Linked DNA regions of Mus musculus: all the other regions are linked to region 1. A link is a contact called in public Hi-C and promoter capture Hi-C data. All regions are on one chromosome and are shown on one strand. The core of a region is the stretch at or near the end of the contact, and the rest is flanking DNA. Distances in the headings are between cores, read along the strand shown.

Evidence for each region. A called contact is a pair of places that touch in the nucleus more often than the background predicts. Capture Hi-C pulls out chosen DNA fragments and counts their contacts.
Region 2: a contact with region 1 is called in a Hi-C map of the CH12 cell line, with 5 times the contacts expected there. The contact joins two enhancer-like sites. A contact is called at or near these places in 2 of 39 promoter capture datasets (the 3T3-L1 cell line and embryonic stem cells), 4 of 15 datasets of contacts at CTCF or cohesin (embryonic stem cells, large pre-B cells, pro-B cells and 1 more), 98 of 484 Hi-C or Micro-C datasets (the 3T3-L1 cell line, 3T3-L1-derived adipocytes, B cells and 60 more), 5 of 115 datasets of contacts at active chromatin or transcription factors (the HPC-7 cell line, astrocytes, embryonic basal ganglia and 2 more) and 2 of 9 other capture datasets (embryonic stem cells and liver).
Region 3: a contact with region 1 is called in a promoter capture Hi-C map of liver, with 2.3 times the contacts expected there. The contact joins two enhancer-like sites. A contact is called at or near these places in 2 of 39 promoter capture datasets (the 3T3-L1 cell line and 3T3-L1-derived adipocytes), 1 of 115 datasets of contacts at active chromatin or transcription factors (pancreatic cancer cells) and 2 of 9 other capture datasets (embryonic stem cells and liver).

Annotation. Positions count from the first base shown.
Region 1 is chr17:31,476,659-31,481,484 of GRCm38.p6, reverse strand. No RefSeq gene overlaps it. Among named protein-coding and RNA genes, the nearest start is that of Wdr4, 33 kb to the left of the region's middle. Within about 2 kb of position 2,159, at least 19 of the 459 cell types and tissues checked have an H3K27ac peak or open chromatin away from gene starts, as enhancers often do. A contact at or near this core is called in the CH12 cell line, the P5424 cell line and liver, where this site is marked.
Region 2 is chr17:31,009,645-31,014,470 of GRCm38.p6, reverse strand. Umodl1 (uromodulin-like 1) reads right to left here. Exons shown (of 22, transcript NM_177465.4): 22 at 3,761-4,667. Among named protein-coding and RNA genes, the nearest start is that of Abcg1, 46 kb to the left of the region's middle. Within about 2 kb of position 2,745, at least 34 of the 459 cell types and tissues checked have an H3K27ac peak or open chromatin away from gene starts, as enhancers often do. A contact at or near this core is called in the CH12 cell line and the P5424 cell line, where this site is marked.
Region 3 is chr17:31,181,401-31,186,226 of GRCm38.p6, reverse strand. It overlaps Tmprss3 (transmembrane protease, serine 3), which reads left to right. Exons shown (of 12, transcript NM_080727.2): 10 at 1,516-1,658; 11 at 2,261-2,413. Among named protein-coding and RNA genes, the nearest start is that of Tmprss3, 14 kb to the left of the region's middle. Within about 2 kb of position 2,861, at least 36 of the 459 cell types and tissues checked have an H3K27ac peak or open chromatin away from gene starts, as enhancers often do. A contact at or near this core is called in liver, where this site is marked.

The sequences.
Region 1 (4,826 bases), core at 910-3,409:
TGGGTGGGTGACACACAGAGGCCTCTCCTGCCTGGCTTCTCTCCAGGTGGCACACTCTGCTCAGAATTTATCAGAGAGGACTGTCTGTCTGTCTGTCTGTCATGAGTGTTACCTCCTTAGCGCTGGACACCGGCTGGTGACAGGTGTCCCTGCATACTAACCTGTAGCGGTAACCATCTCCACAGACTGGTGAGCAATCTGTTGCTCATCATATCTTCTGCATGCTCACTGGCAGGCACATCTGGTGTGCTTTGGATTTTTGTTGTTAAAAATTAACTTTAAATAAGGATAATGATGACGATGACAAAACCAAACAGGAAGCCTTGAGTTCTCATTGCCACAAATCATCAGACATTGCACAGCCTAGCTCTCCACCGTACGTGTCCTCCCTGTTCCTGAAGGTCACCCAGATCATCTTTACTTTCATTGTGTCGGCTGGCAGGTCTATAAAACTGCTGGATGCTGGACATCTTCCTCTCTCTAAGCTCCCTTGCTGTCAGCTGTGAGCAAGGTCAGGGAGGTGACATGTGCATGCATGTCCATGAGTGGACATACATGGGCACTTATGTACATGTTTGATACATACCTATAGGAACAGTCTTCTGCCCAGTGATATTTGCAATGTGATTTTTGTCTCCTATGTGACTGTGTAGGTGAGTGATCTCAGATGTCCACCTCCTTCCCTCCCTCCCTCCCTCCCTCCCTCCCTCCCTCCCTCCCTCCCTTCCTTCCTTCCTTCCTTCCTTCCTTCCTTCCTTCCTTCCTTCAGCTCCTAAGAAGTCGTACCCATGAAAATCATCCCTGAAGGTCAGGATCTAGGAAGTTTGTTTGATTTTGTTTTTGTTTTTAAGCTTGATTTTTTTTTTAATGTGAGTACACTCTCACTGTCTTCAGACACACCAGAAGAGGGCATCAGGTCCCCATTACAGATGGTTGTGAGCCACCATGTAGTTACTGGGATTTGAACTCAGGACCTCTGGACGAGCAATCAGTGCTCTTAACCACTGAGCCATCTCTCCAGCCCTGTTTTTGTTTTGAGACAGGGTTTCTCTGTGTGTCCCTGGCTGACCTGGGACTCTCTTTAGGTGGGCCTCAAACTCAGAGATCCACCTGCCTCGGCCTCCCAAGTGCTGAGATTAAAGGAGTGTGCTTCCTGGTTTCCTGGGAAGTGGTTTTTGCAGGGCACCTGCCTACATGAGCAATTTGGATCACCCACAATCAGGATGTAACACTGTGATAGGGGCCCTATATCCTGTGGGTCCAGGAGAAACTGTGTGGAGTAGTTGGTATCTATGCTGACATCTGAGGGGTGGGGGTGGGGGAGACCTGGAGTTCCTGGCTGACTCTGAGATGTGAGGCAGGTCACAGGGCAGTTCCAACGACCGAGGCAGGAAGGAGCCCAGGTAGGACTCTCACCCATTAACCTGGCCAATTCCACATATCTTAGGCATGGCAATGAGACTTAGCATGAACCAGGAGATCCTAGGATGCAGCCCAAACTTCCCACACACGGAGCTCATGGGTGCACCCAGTGCTAGGGGGAGCAGCACAGACAAGGAGAAGACCCATCAGTGACGTTGGTAGTGTGAGGTCTTCAGAAGGGCTGGGACTTACAGCTGGGGAGTAAAAATCCCGGCCTCAGCCCAGGAACAAGGTTGGGTCACCTTAGAGTACACTGAAGGACAATAAGACCAGGAAGGGGAGGGGGGCCCAGGAGGAGGGGTGAGGCTGGATCAAAAGCTTTCAGACAGATGGTTAGGGAAGGCCTTACATCAGGTATTGGAGGAGAGTGGAGACAGAGCGTCCTTCCCCCATCTAGGATGAACTTTATCCAGGCAAGGAGATGGTGTGAGGAGATGCAGGCTAGGCCGGATGATGGGAGTGTCCTGCGTTATCCACAAAGCACTGAGTTCCATTCCCCGGGGGGGCAGGGCATGAGGGAGAGGGACTGAGAGATGGGGAAGAGAAGGAGGGAAGGGGAGCCGGAGGCAGAAGCAGCCCAGGGGAGCAGTCACTTGAAGCCACCCAGAAATGTTTTTTTATCTGGAGCTTCACAGATGCAACTGACCTTTGACCCAGAGTCTGGAACTCTGGGAGTGAACTTTCTAGGGGAGAGGAGGCTGCTGCAGCTGCACAAAGACAGCAGAGGTCGGAAGCAGCAATTTTGTGTCACCTTTGGACAGGTGCTCATTGCCCCTATACACCGTGCAGGGATAGAGCACAGCAGACAGGCTTCCTCCCAGTTCCCAGGCAGGAAGCCAGGTGTCTGGGTGGTCTGCTGCAGCAGGCTCTTGAGGGCCAGAAACGCATCTGTCTTCCCCCGGGGTGAAGAACACGCAGGATTCTGTGTCTCTTTCGTCAGGTGCTACACTCAGTCATTGGACTCCATACCCATGACCTCTTAGTGCCATGCTGGGGCACCAGAACATCCCAGACTGTCGGTTATGAAAATATAACAATAACCACGAGGTTCTGAGTTCAGAAAATAAAGAGCCCCTGTGATCGATAAAGATGGTCCCACGAGGAAAATGAACAAAGGTTTGGTTTCACTGAAGAGGAAAGCTATATGGGCAGTGAACAAACAAAAACTTAGAAAAGGTACAGACCCCATCGCCATCTGCAGTATGCAAATTAAGGGGTGGAGCATCCTCCTTCATAAGGCATGCTGGGAAGCCAGAGGTATGACTAAAGACTATGGGGAAGGGTGGCCCGAGTCCTGCCCAACAAGCTAGAGACTAATTTATCTGAGAAGTGAGCAGGGACGGCTCAGAGAGCTCTGTGGTGGCATAATTAGAGTCTGGTGATGGCGGAAGACTAGCACCGTAAGTTTGTTAGCTGAATGGTTTAAGAGTTGCTTGTGGGGGCTGGAGAGATGGCTCCAGTGGTTAAGAGCACTGACTGCTCTTCCAGAGGTCCTGAGTTCAATTTCCAGCAACCACATGGTGGCTCACAACCATCTGTAATGGGATCTGATGCCCTCTTCTGGTGTGTCTGAAGACAGCTACAGTGTATTCATATATATAAAATAAATAAATGATTCTTTAAAAAAAAAAGAGTTGCTTGTGCAGAGAGGTTACGTTACTGAAGCGATATGGGCAGGTTGGAAGGCATTCGAAGGCTTCCTGAGTGACCCCAGTTAAGTCTCCAGTCTCTGGTCCTCCTGGTGTGGATGGGGCAGTATATATGTTCACAGCTCTTGTTAACCTCAGGCTGGGTGTGACTCTGGGGTCTTGGGAGACTCCCAAGTCCTAATGTCTAAGGACAGAAGCAGGTCCACCAGTCTTCTGCATTCTCCCTACCAGAGCAGAGTCCTAGTCAGTCTACTTTGCTAGCTGGCCACTTACTTAGACTGGTCCCCTTTCCTCCCCTCCCCCATTCATTCCCAGAGGGCTCAGGAATCTCCTACTGCAGTCAGTCAGGATCCCAGGCCTGGGGGCAGGGTCGGGTGGGGGAAGTCCTTGGTGGTAAGGTGGGAAGAGCAGATGGGACTGGAGGGTCTTTTTCTGGTCAGCGTAGCAGGTGACTGTCCTGTCCTGCAGGGTGACAGAGGGCTTCTGAAGTTCCTCTGGATTAAGGTGACAGACAAAAGCAAAACCAAGAAGAGATGAGGGCTGAACCGAGTAGGTCAAAGGAGATGGGAGCAGTCGCTGTGGTAAGAGGCTGAGAGGCTGAGGTGGAGGGCTTGAAATCCAAAGGCCAGCCAAAGGCTAGCCTGGGTTACATGGAAAGTTTGAGGTTAGCCTCAGCAACATGGTGAGGAAAATACACACACACACACACACACACACACACGAGTGTGCATACCCCACAAAGACAGAAAGAGAGAGGGGGAGACAAAGAGACAGAGACAGAGAGACAGACAGAGAGGGACAGAGGCAGAGAGACAGAGAGGGTCACTACCCCCAATGAATTATTCAAAAACGAGAAGTAACATTCTAGAACTCACCCAGAGGGATAGGTGCTTCAAAGAAAGCCAATCCAGTATATAAGGGTCCCAACAGTGGACCAACTTCTCATGGGGTGACCCCTCTGATGGGTCCTCTGGTCCCTCAGGGGAGTAGTGCTGGCCCTGTGTCTCAGGAGATGGCCAGCAGCTTCTCCATGCTTCTTGTAAATTGAGATTTTAGAGTCCAGGTACATGAGAGGACAAGGGAGCCACGTAAGCAGGGTGTGTGTGACTTTGTGGCCTGTAGGGCTCCCTGTGCAGCCACCATGGGACTTGGAATGTCCCCATTGTCTGTCTCCAAAAATGAAGGACAGGGCATCTCTTCTTTTGGAACAGAGTCCCACTGAGAATTTGAGGAGTAAATCCCAATTCCCTGTGGGCATTCAGCAGATGTCACTGTCCAGGTGTGTCGGGGGGGGGGGTCTGTCTGCCACATCACCATTCTGGTACGTGGTACCTCAGCCTCCCTCGCTCCCCAGCTTCTTCTTTCTTCTTCTTTCCCTTTCTTCTTCTTCTTCTTCTTCTTCTTCTTCTTCTTCTTCTTCTTCTTCTTCTTCTTCTTCTTCTTCTTCTTCTTCTTCTTCTCCTCCTCCTTCTCCTTCTCCTTCTCCTTCTCCTTCTCCTTCTTCTTCTTCCTCTTCCTCTTCCTCTTCTCCTCCTCCTCTTCTTTCTTCCTCTTCCCCTTCCTTCCTTCCTTCCTTTCTTTCTTTCTTTCTTTCTTTCTTTCTTTCTTTCTTTCTTTCTTTCTTTCTTTCTTTCTTTCTCAGAAATTCGCCTGCCTCTGCCTCCCAAGTGCTGGGATTAAAGGCGTGTGCCACCACGCCTGGCTCTTTTCTTCTTCTTCTTCTTCTCCTTCTCCTTCTCCTTCTCCTTCTCCTTC
Region 2 (4,826 bases), core at 1,496-3,995, 470 kb after region 1:
TGTAGCTGTCTTCAGACACACCAGAAGAGGGCATCAGATCTCATTACGGGTGGTTGTGAGCCACCATGTGGTTGCTGGGATTTGAACTTCGGATCTTCGGAAGAGCAGTCGGGTGCTCTTACCCACTGAGCCATCTCACCAGCCCGAGAAGTTGGTTATTTCATATGTGCATGTGTGTGTGCGCATGCGCGTGCACTTTGTGTGTGTTTGTGTGTGTGCATGCACGTGCGCATGTGCGAGTGCTGGTGTGTTTGTGTGCATGCGTGTCTGTGATTGTGTGCGTGTGCATGTGTGTGTAAGTGTGTGTGTGTGTGTGTGTGTGGTATGTGTGTGCATGCACGTACGTGTGTATAAGCACACACATGCACATGTTTGTGCTCAGCAGCTTCCTGGGAGGAAAAAAAAATGCCTGATTGGGCAGCAGTCAACACCAGACTGGTGGCCAGAACAAGGTAGAGCTGAGATGGCGACTTTGATTTTGTGGCCCCCTCTTTCCTGGTCTCCATCTCGTACATTCTTTACCAGCAAGAGTTGAATTAGCAGGCTGGAGAGATGGCTCAGCAGTTAAGAGCACCGACTGCTCTTCTAGAGATCCTGAGTTCAATTCCCAACCATCTGTAATGGGCTCCGATGCCATCTTCTGGTGTGTCTGAAGACAGCTAGAGTGTACTTCCAGACAGGAACTGAAATCTGAGACAGTCCAGAGTACTCCGGTCCTTCTGCTCTGAGGAAGACCCTTTGTGGCTTAATGGACACGCATCTCTGTGACCATCAGTGACAGTGGGAAGGGATGGGACAGGTCGTACATACCTGCACAGAGGGGAGCCATACTGCTCTGGTGAATCTGGATTAGTAATGGTGCCCACTCTGGAGAAAGAGATCCATGAGCCATTCCCTGGATCTGACTTCTATAATAGCTGCTCAGCTCCTTAGGGAACCTGGGTGTCATTAGAAATAAGATTTATCGCCAAGAAATCCCATGGGCTGCTGGGAGCCGAGATCAATAGCAAGCATCTAGATAGTTCAATAGACAGAAAGAAAAAAAGGCGCAAAAAGGAGGGCTCCCAGGGGGAAGCCAGCGACTTCTGTAAGGTTAACTCGATTATAGGCACTGCTGGAAAGTCAAGTGGCTACTTCCTCACCTGAAGCAGCTCCAAAACTTAGCATGGGGAGCCAGAGGCCACTCCAGCTGCTCTGGTGACATCCTCGGCCAGGGCTCCTATAACTTTAGTTTTCTTTTAAGCCTACTTTTAATGATGGTTCTTAAATGCTTTAACCTCCCTTCTAGCCCATCATCTGCCAGAGGCAGCAGAAAAGAAAGGGTATTGGGTGTGTGGGGGGAGTAGACCTGTTTAGAAATGGTTCTTTGGAGCAAATCCCATCTGCATTGTAAGGAAATCAGTATTCACTTCACAGGTCAGCAGCAGCAGTTTGATCCACTCGCATACACTTCACGGATACACCAGCAGTCCAGTTTGGTAGAGTTGGGTTAACAAACACGAATTAGCAGTGGCAACAGCACTACCTAGCAAAACAGCCAGACCTCAGTCTCTGCCCAAGTCATCAGGAGGGACCAGAGCCAACAGGAATGCCAGGAAAAGTTCTGGCTGAGCGTCTCAGAGAAGTGAAGATCAGAGAAGACATGAGACCAGCAGACATTGTCCAGCTAGCTCTACAGGCCAGCCAAGCTCAGCCTCCATTATAGTCTGTTGGAATCTCTTGATGCTCCCTCCAAACATCACGGGGTCTCCACGGGTCCTCCCTATGTCTTGCCTCAGTACGTGAGTCTGTCTTAGCTGACATCACTCTGCCAATCAGCCTGAGTCCATGGAAGCAACAAGAAACCGCAGCACACCACCAGAAGTTTTTTTTTTTTTTTTTTTTTTTTTTTTTTTTTTTTTTTTTTTTTTTTTTTTTGCTGCATTTCTCTCTATGGAGTCCCGACAAATACAGCTCAATTTTGCAATGTAAGGTGAACCAATACATGTGTGCCGTTAGCAAAGAATCCTTCATCATGTGTCCTCTTACGTGCTTGCTTTAGCAGAACATCCTTTCCTCTGTGTCTGCTTCAGCGAAACATTCCTTCATGTGTTTGCCCCAGCAAAACAAAAAACAACAACAAAAAACCCAAAAAACAACAGCAACAACAACAACAAAAAAAAACACCATCCAACACGACAGAGTTTTCAAAGAACCCTTAAGTTTCCATTTCAGGCTCCAGCCCCAGCTCCTGCCCTGATACCCACATGCCTGCCCAAGGCTCCTGGAGGTGGAAGCTCCTGCTTGCAGCAGCCACGATTTCACTTTGCAGATTAAGTAAGAAGAGTCATTGTGGCCAGGGTTGGATTGGACGCCCCTGGTGCACCTGACAGAAAGATGAAAGAACCCTAGCAATCTTCCCCAACCACCTTTTCCTCCTAAATGGAGAGGGGAGGGGGAAAGAAAGGGACTGTTTTCTCAAAAATGTCTGAGTAAAGCAGATGTTGCTGTGAAGTGGATGTTGCTGCTGCACCTTCCCCACACACGCCATCCTGCACTTCCTGTAAGTCAGAGTGATGAAGAGAACTACAGGGGGCCGACTGACTTTCAAAGCCTAGCGTCACCTCTAAGGCCCTGTGCCTACAGAAAACCTTCAGATTCGTCTTTGCTTAAGGGCAGGAGACTCAAATCCAGCAAAGAAGAGAAGCCAGAGCCCTGTTTGCTTCAAAAACACAAGGGTTCATGTTACCCTGGATCCAGGCTTGGCTCAGCGCGCCATCTAGTGGCAATACTGGAGAGCTGCAGGTTGGATCAGGTAGTGGGTCAGAGCCACCTCCCATCAGAGCACACTTTCATCAGACCTTCATCTCTGTGGGGCCCTCCTCTATCAGACCTTTCCTCCATCACATCTTCCCCCATTAGACCTTCTACCTCCCACAGACCTCTTTTAACAGCCTCTCCACCTCCAACAGGTTTCCTTCTCCAACAGCCCTTCCTCCACCACACCCTCTAGCACAAACAGACCCTCCTCCATCAGACCCGGACCTCAATCCGATTTCTGTTGTGTCTCATTTCACACCCAGACAGATTCTGTGTCAGGAAGATCAGGGCCAAGGTAAGGCCTTCCAGGGGCCCAGGCAGAACCACAGCAGGAAAAGGATGACCACTCTGTGGAACATCTGGACTTCCCAGGTATATTCTGAAACCCACGAGGTCCCCCGTCCCCACCCTGTTCCTCAGGAGGTAGAGGTAGACTTTACAATGGATCAGTTGTTCCATTTGACAGTGGATGGGTTTGGTTCTAATTCTGGTTCCTTGACATACTTTATAAAACTTGCCTAACTGATAAGTTCAGATCCTGAGCTATAAAGTGAGAGTCACCCCCCAGAGGCCATGGTGAGCGCTCTGTGAGGAAATGTCTGCCATCCTCCTCCACCAACAGGAGACATGACTATCTATGGACTGGAGTCTCCAGAACCCTGAAGTTTGTCCTCACAGCTGGCACAGCCTGTCATTGAGACTGTGTGACTGAGGCGAAGTGTGAGAGAGCTGCCTGGTCTTGGGCTCAGTACCTGGGTTTTCTGAGATTTTATTTTTCTCAATAATAGTCAGTGGAAGATGCCAGGCTGATGTCAGAAGAGATAGATGACACAGAGGTGGGGTTGGGGGGTGGGGAGCCCCACCTCAGCATCTCCCTGGAGTGTCTGGCAAAGAATCAGTGCCCAGGGATGGCCTGCTACATGAACTGAACCACACGGGAGGAAGCAACATGGCAAACCACTTCAGTGCCAGGAAAAATTTATTGCTCAAAGGTGGCTAGCCACACAGACTCCCGGTTGTCATTCTTACCCGCAAGAATATGCAAAAAATCGAAAGACTCGTTTCCCCCAGATGATCTGTATAAGTGACAGTCACATTCAACATAAGCAAGCACATTAATTAAATGCTACAACCCTGTTATGCTTTTATATTCCCTAGGGAGAACACTATTGTCTCAGGTGATAACTATGTAACCAATGGCCATCTTTCAAATCAACAAAGTAGAGGACCTGTTAGCATGGTACGCACCTCCCCCACCTCTTCCCTGATTCCTTGTGATAGAGTGGGGGGAAAAAATCACACCTTCTCTCCATGGAATTACATGAAAAATGTCCATGGATGTGCTGGGAAACATGCAAGAGGTGTTACATACACATCATATGACTGCGACTCGTTAGAAAGCGTTCCGGTTTCACCTAGGTTGTCCTGAGTCACTGCCAGGCAACTATGAGACTCATGCTGATAAGGAGAGCTGAGTTAGTGTTTGTTCATGGAAAACCACCCTCGGAGAGTTTATCGGAGGGATCCATTCGTGAACGAGCATCATGGGAAATGTCTGTGAGGATGTCATTGTCAGAGAACAGGAGTCACAGAGCAGCTTGGATGTCAAAGCTTGGAAGGCTGTGGTAAGTGGGGCCATGTTTGTGCTGGGTTTGAGGATGAAGGCCACTCCAGGGCTCTGCCCACAGCTTCAGCAGGCCCATCACCAGCCTGGTGGGTGGTACTCTGTGTCTTCAGGATCTTGGGGGCAGACAGAGGTTTGCTGTCATCGAAGGGTCTCGTCCTCAAGTGCTGGCACGGCACTATACAGAGTTGGACTCCCGTCAATGTTCGATGAATTAGCCACTGGATGTTATTTACAGGGTGCTCTGTGTGAGGAAGGCAGTTACAGGATCAGTCCACAGGAGGGAAAGGAGTTCACAGAGGGGGCCCTCCATGTCCTCAGACTCTGCAGCCATAGATCCACCAATCAGAAATTAAAGCGCTTTTTTTTAAATGGAAGCTGGAGAGTTGACTCAGTGGTTAAG
Region 3 (4,826 bases), core at 1,612-4,111, 300 kb after region 1:
TGATGAGCCTCAAGCTTGTACCAAGCAGTACAAGATGACGAAGTCTTGTCTGAGAACTGGCATGGTGTGTTATTTTCTCCTATGAGCTTGCTATAGAAGGCATGACTCAGCTAATTCCACTGCTTTGGTAATGCTAATACTCTCAGTGATGGTCACGTCATGTACTTGCCAGGGACATCTTTGTCCCTTGCATCCAAGGCACAGTGCTGACACAGTCTCTCCAGCAATGGCTTTCCTTTGTGCATTTTCTAGGCACAGGCCAGCCTGCTGTCACTAGAAACTGTAGCCAAACTACTGAGGCCTGGATGGCTCAAAAAGCTCAAAAGGGCAGACTTGAGTCCTCTATCTTTCTGAAGTCTGAGGTCAAGATGTCTGTCCCAGCATCTCTCCAGTGTCTGGTGGCTCTAGCTATCCTTAGTGTTCCTTGGCTGGCTAATGTGTCAACCCAGATCCAATGTCTATGTGGTTGTTTGATTTTTGATTTTTTTCTGTTTATTTGTTTTGTTTTTTTTTCCCTAATGTGAGCTCTGGGTATCCAACCTACCACATTCCAGGTTGATCCATCATCTTAGTCCCTTGACCCCTGGCCCCATGGCATCAGTTGTCAGATCTAGAGCCTGCCCTAAATGCAAGGTAACTCAGCCTCCACATGGTACGTGATCCATACTTTAGCAGCTTCTGCTCCAAGCAAGATCACATGTCTTGGTTGCAGGCAGGCAAATAAGAAGGAGGTTATAGTCAACCCATGAGAGAAGCTCAGGGTTCGCCTTTGGAGACGTGTTCATGCAGGCTCTCACTGCAGCCCAGGCTGACCGCATGAACCTCACCACAAGCCTCCTGCCTCAGCCTCTCAAACTCCAGGATTCAATGCCCACTTTGTTTGTTACCTTCCAGCCTCAGGGGTCACTTGTGCTGTAGGCTGGCTCCTCAGTTGTCTCTGGGGACGGTGACAGCTGTTGTCCCTTTACCTTTGCTCCCACACTCCTGGGTTCACGGCCTCATCCTTGACTTCAAGGCTGACAGGCTGATCTGACTCTGGAGTTGCTCTGATGTCACCTTCTTCAAGTTGTTGATAGGTCCTTGTAATTTTCATGAGTTTACCAGCATCATCTGGGCTAGCTCACAACCATACCCTTGAATACCTTCAAGGTTCCCTAGTCAATGGCAAAGCCACAGGTTCAGGGCCCACACCTGTATTTGGAGGGACACGTTACTGTTGACTGAATTCAGCTCTGTCCAGAGGTGGGCGGCCTTCAGGGCCTCAGTTTCCCTTTTGCAATGTGGACTGACTGGCATGGGTCGAGGCTTGGTTGGCTGTGAGACAGCACACTGAGCAGGGGACACTCTGGGTGCCACGGGCTCCGTGACAGTCTGCTGTCCCAGTTACAGTAGACCTGGTCTTTGCTGTGACTGCTTCCTGTCAGGTGGAAAGTCCCATGTCCCCTGGTTCTCTTGACTCTGTTCTCTAAGCCGAACTCTGTCTCACTATGAATTTCTTACATTACTCTGAGGCAGGTGACGCCTCCCCTGTCCTGAACCACGCGGCTGTCCCTTTAATTTCAAACAAGATCTGCAACCACAGGGACGTGTATGGTGGTATCATCTCTCCCTCCATGCTCTGTGCAGGCTACCTGAAGGGCGGTGTGGACAGCTGCCAGGTAAAGGACTTCCAGTAGCCCTTGGGGCCTCGGCAAAAGGCCAGGGTCTAGTTTAGTGACCCAGCCCATGGGACAGGCCCCTGCCAGTTTCCCCGTGAAAAACAAATTTACATGGCACAAGGAAGAGATTTGCTTAAGATATCCCCTGGCTTTCTTGGTGGCCCAGCCTGTGTTTACCCAGGTTCCCAGTCTTTCAGGGCACACAGGATGTGGCCTCCCCTCATCTCTCCAGCCTGATTCTGAGTGGGAAAGGGGGCTATGAGCTGATGAACCCAGGCTTGCAAAATCCACAGTGAATGAGACTCAGTACTGCCGTTGGACACAGTGATTTAGATCTGGCTCAGGCAGACTCCCTCTCTTCCAGCTCAGTGGGCTACGCAGGCCACCTTTGACTTAAAAGTGTAGTGTTTGGGATCTGAAGGCAGACATAGCCAGAGGGAAGCGTTCCCATATGGTCAAGGAGCCATGTCTTGAGTCCATTCTAGAAGTATACAGGGAGAGGTGTGCACATGGTTCTCCGGTGATGTGACATGGAAAGTCTGTGCAGCCGGGACAGTATAGCTGTCCCAGCCTCTTGACCTTTGCTTCTATTGACTCTGCAGGGAGACAGTGGAGGACCCCTGGTGTGCCAGGAGAGGAGACTGTGGAAGTTAGTGGGTGCAACAAGTTTTGGAATCGGCTGTGCTGAAGTGAACAAGCCTGGAGTCTATACGCGAATCACCTCCTTCCTGGACTGGATTCACGAACAGTTGGAGGTGGGTGGAGTGACCCAGTTGGAGGTGGGCGTTGACTCTCCAGCTCACGTGTTCCCTGCACCTGCCACAGGGAGCCAGGAGGAGATAGATGTGGGTATCAGCCCTAGAACACAGCTAATCCCCCGGGTGTGACCCAGGCATACAGGGGAAGGACTAGAGGAATGGCCCTGCCTGACTCAACAAGGAGAAAGGTGACCAGCAGATGAGCTGGGAAGTTGATCCCTTGCTGAGAGCCAGATCTGCTTTTCTTCAGGGAGGGGGAATCAGGACAGGCCTACAGAGGCTCCTGGTCAGAGAGGGGAAGAGAGGGGAACTGAGAGTCACAGGGCACCAAACAGAGAGATGCTCTGATAGACACAGAGGCCTTGCTGCAATGAAAGTCAGACGTCTACAACCCCCGTCTCTCCTGAGAGGGGAAGGGCTGTGGGGAAGCAAGGCCTGGCCACACACACATCAGGTGCTAGGCAAACATTTACTGACTTTATCTCAGACGGGTTTTACATCATCACCCAGTTCAGTTTCAAAGATGTTTTCTGCTGACACAGTATGAGTGAGATTTATGTAGCGTGGGCAAATGTTTAAAAGAGAACAATCCCATGGCATTTGACGCACTTACATGTGCAGCCATGCCCTCTGTGTGGTTCTAAAAATCCTCCTAGCATCCCAAAGGAAACACGTGTCCCTTCCTGCCCTCTAGTCTTCAGCGACTGGCTGTGAAGATCCAAAACATTTATAAGTTTTGTGTGTGTGTGTGTGTGTGTGTGGGTGGGTGTGTGGGTGTGTCTGTATGTATATATGTGGGAGCAATATGTCTGTATGTGTGTGTCTGCATGTACGTGGTGTGTGTGCATGTGTGTGTATGTGGTGTGTGTGTGCATGTGTGTGTTATGTGTGCATGTGTGTGTGTGTATGTGGGGTATGTGTGTATGTGTCTGTATGTATATATGTGGGAGCAATATGTCTGTATGTGTGTGTCTGTGTGTACGTGGTGTGTGTGCATGTCTGTGTGTATGTGGTGTGTGTGTGCATGTGTGTGTGTGTGTGCTCAGTGCAGGAGCTGGGGAATCAATCAAGTCCACTGCAGTATAGAGTGGTATGTGCTCTTAAGCACTGGGCCACCCCAAGGACCTTTTAAAAGGGTTCCTGTCATTTGGAGCAATTGACTAAATAAGAAAAGAAACCTTCAAGAACACCCTTAGCACCCCTCAGGGGTTAATTTCTGTTTCTTTGCTTTTTTAAAATGTTAGTTTTATCTTATGAGATGGCTGTTTTGTCGGCATCTGTGTCTGTACTCCATGTGTGTGCGAAATGCCTGGAAGGTCAGAAGCAGGCTTCAGATCTCTTGAGACTGGAGTCACAGACAGTTGTGAGTTGCAAATCAAACCCAGGTCCTCTACAAGAGCAGCCAGTGCTCTTAACCTCCCAGCTATCCTCCAACCTGCAGAGGGGGTGGCTGCACGCATCATTGTGTCTGGTGCCATGAGACTGTTGTCTTTTAGAAAGCTCATCTATATTTCATAAATTACTATTACTAAATATAGTAATTATACTACTTTTTAATTATTGGTTTAACTCAAGGTTTTGTTTTGTTTTTTTTCCTTTTTAAAATTTTTAGTTCTGAGGGCTGAATGCAAGGTCTTGTGTGTACTAGGTGGGACCCCACCACTGAGCTACACCCCAAGCTCTTTGCTTCTTCATCTAAATGAAGAAAGACACTGAACATGGCTCTCGTGTTGGGGTAGGATGGGGATGAGGTGGTAGCAGGTGAGGCCAAGACATGCTCAGATCTCAGCAACACTAGTCATAGCTGTGACTTTCCACAGCTTTGCTTCCATCTTTGATGCATGATGGAGCCTGTAGGGCTGGACCAGTGTAGGCCTGGCTGCCAGTCACAGGCCGGTAGGAAGCCACCAGTTGAAGCAGTCTGTTGGCACTATTATGCGTTTAGTACCACAGGCTCTTCTTCAGTAAAGGGTTTAGCTAACACTTGTCTTCCCCTTGTGAAAGGGGCATTCGAGCAGGTGATGCCCTTACACAGAGAGCACTGAAGGCACTGTGCAGACTGGCCATATGTCCCTGGAAGGTGTGGCAAGGGATAGAGGAACCTCAGAAAGCAAGTGTATCGTCCTGTGGTTATGTCTTGGGACACAGGTGCCACGTGACTGTTCTGGAACTCTAAACCACCACAAAGTCAAGAAACTATTTCCTGATGCTTCATACTGTCCAAGAATATGGGGCAGTCAGGGACTCAGGGTGGGCAGTCATGACAGGAACAGGGACCTAGCCAGGGTGCTCCCTACACTGTGCTCCATGACAGATGCTACCACACTCCTCACGAGAGATGGGATCTTGGATAAATGGGGGCTCCCAAGCTAGTAAGGACTCGTATGAGTACAGCCACACCCAGATCAGA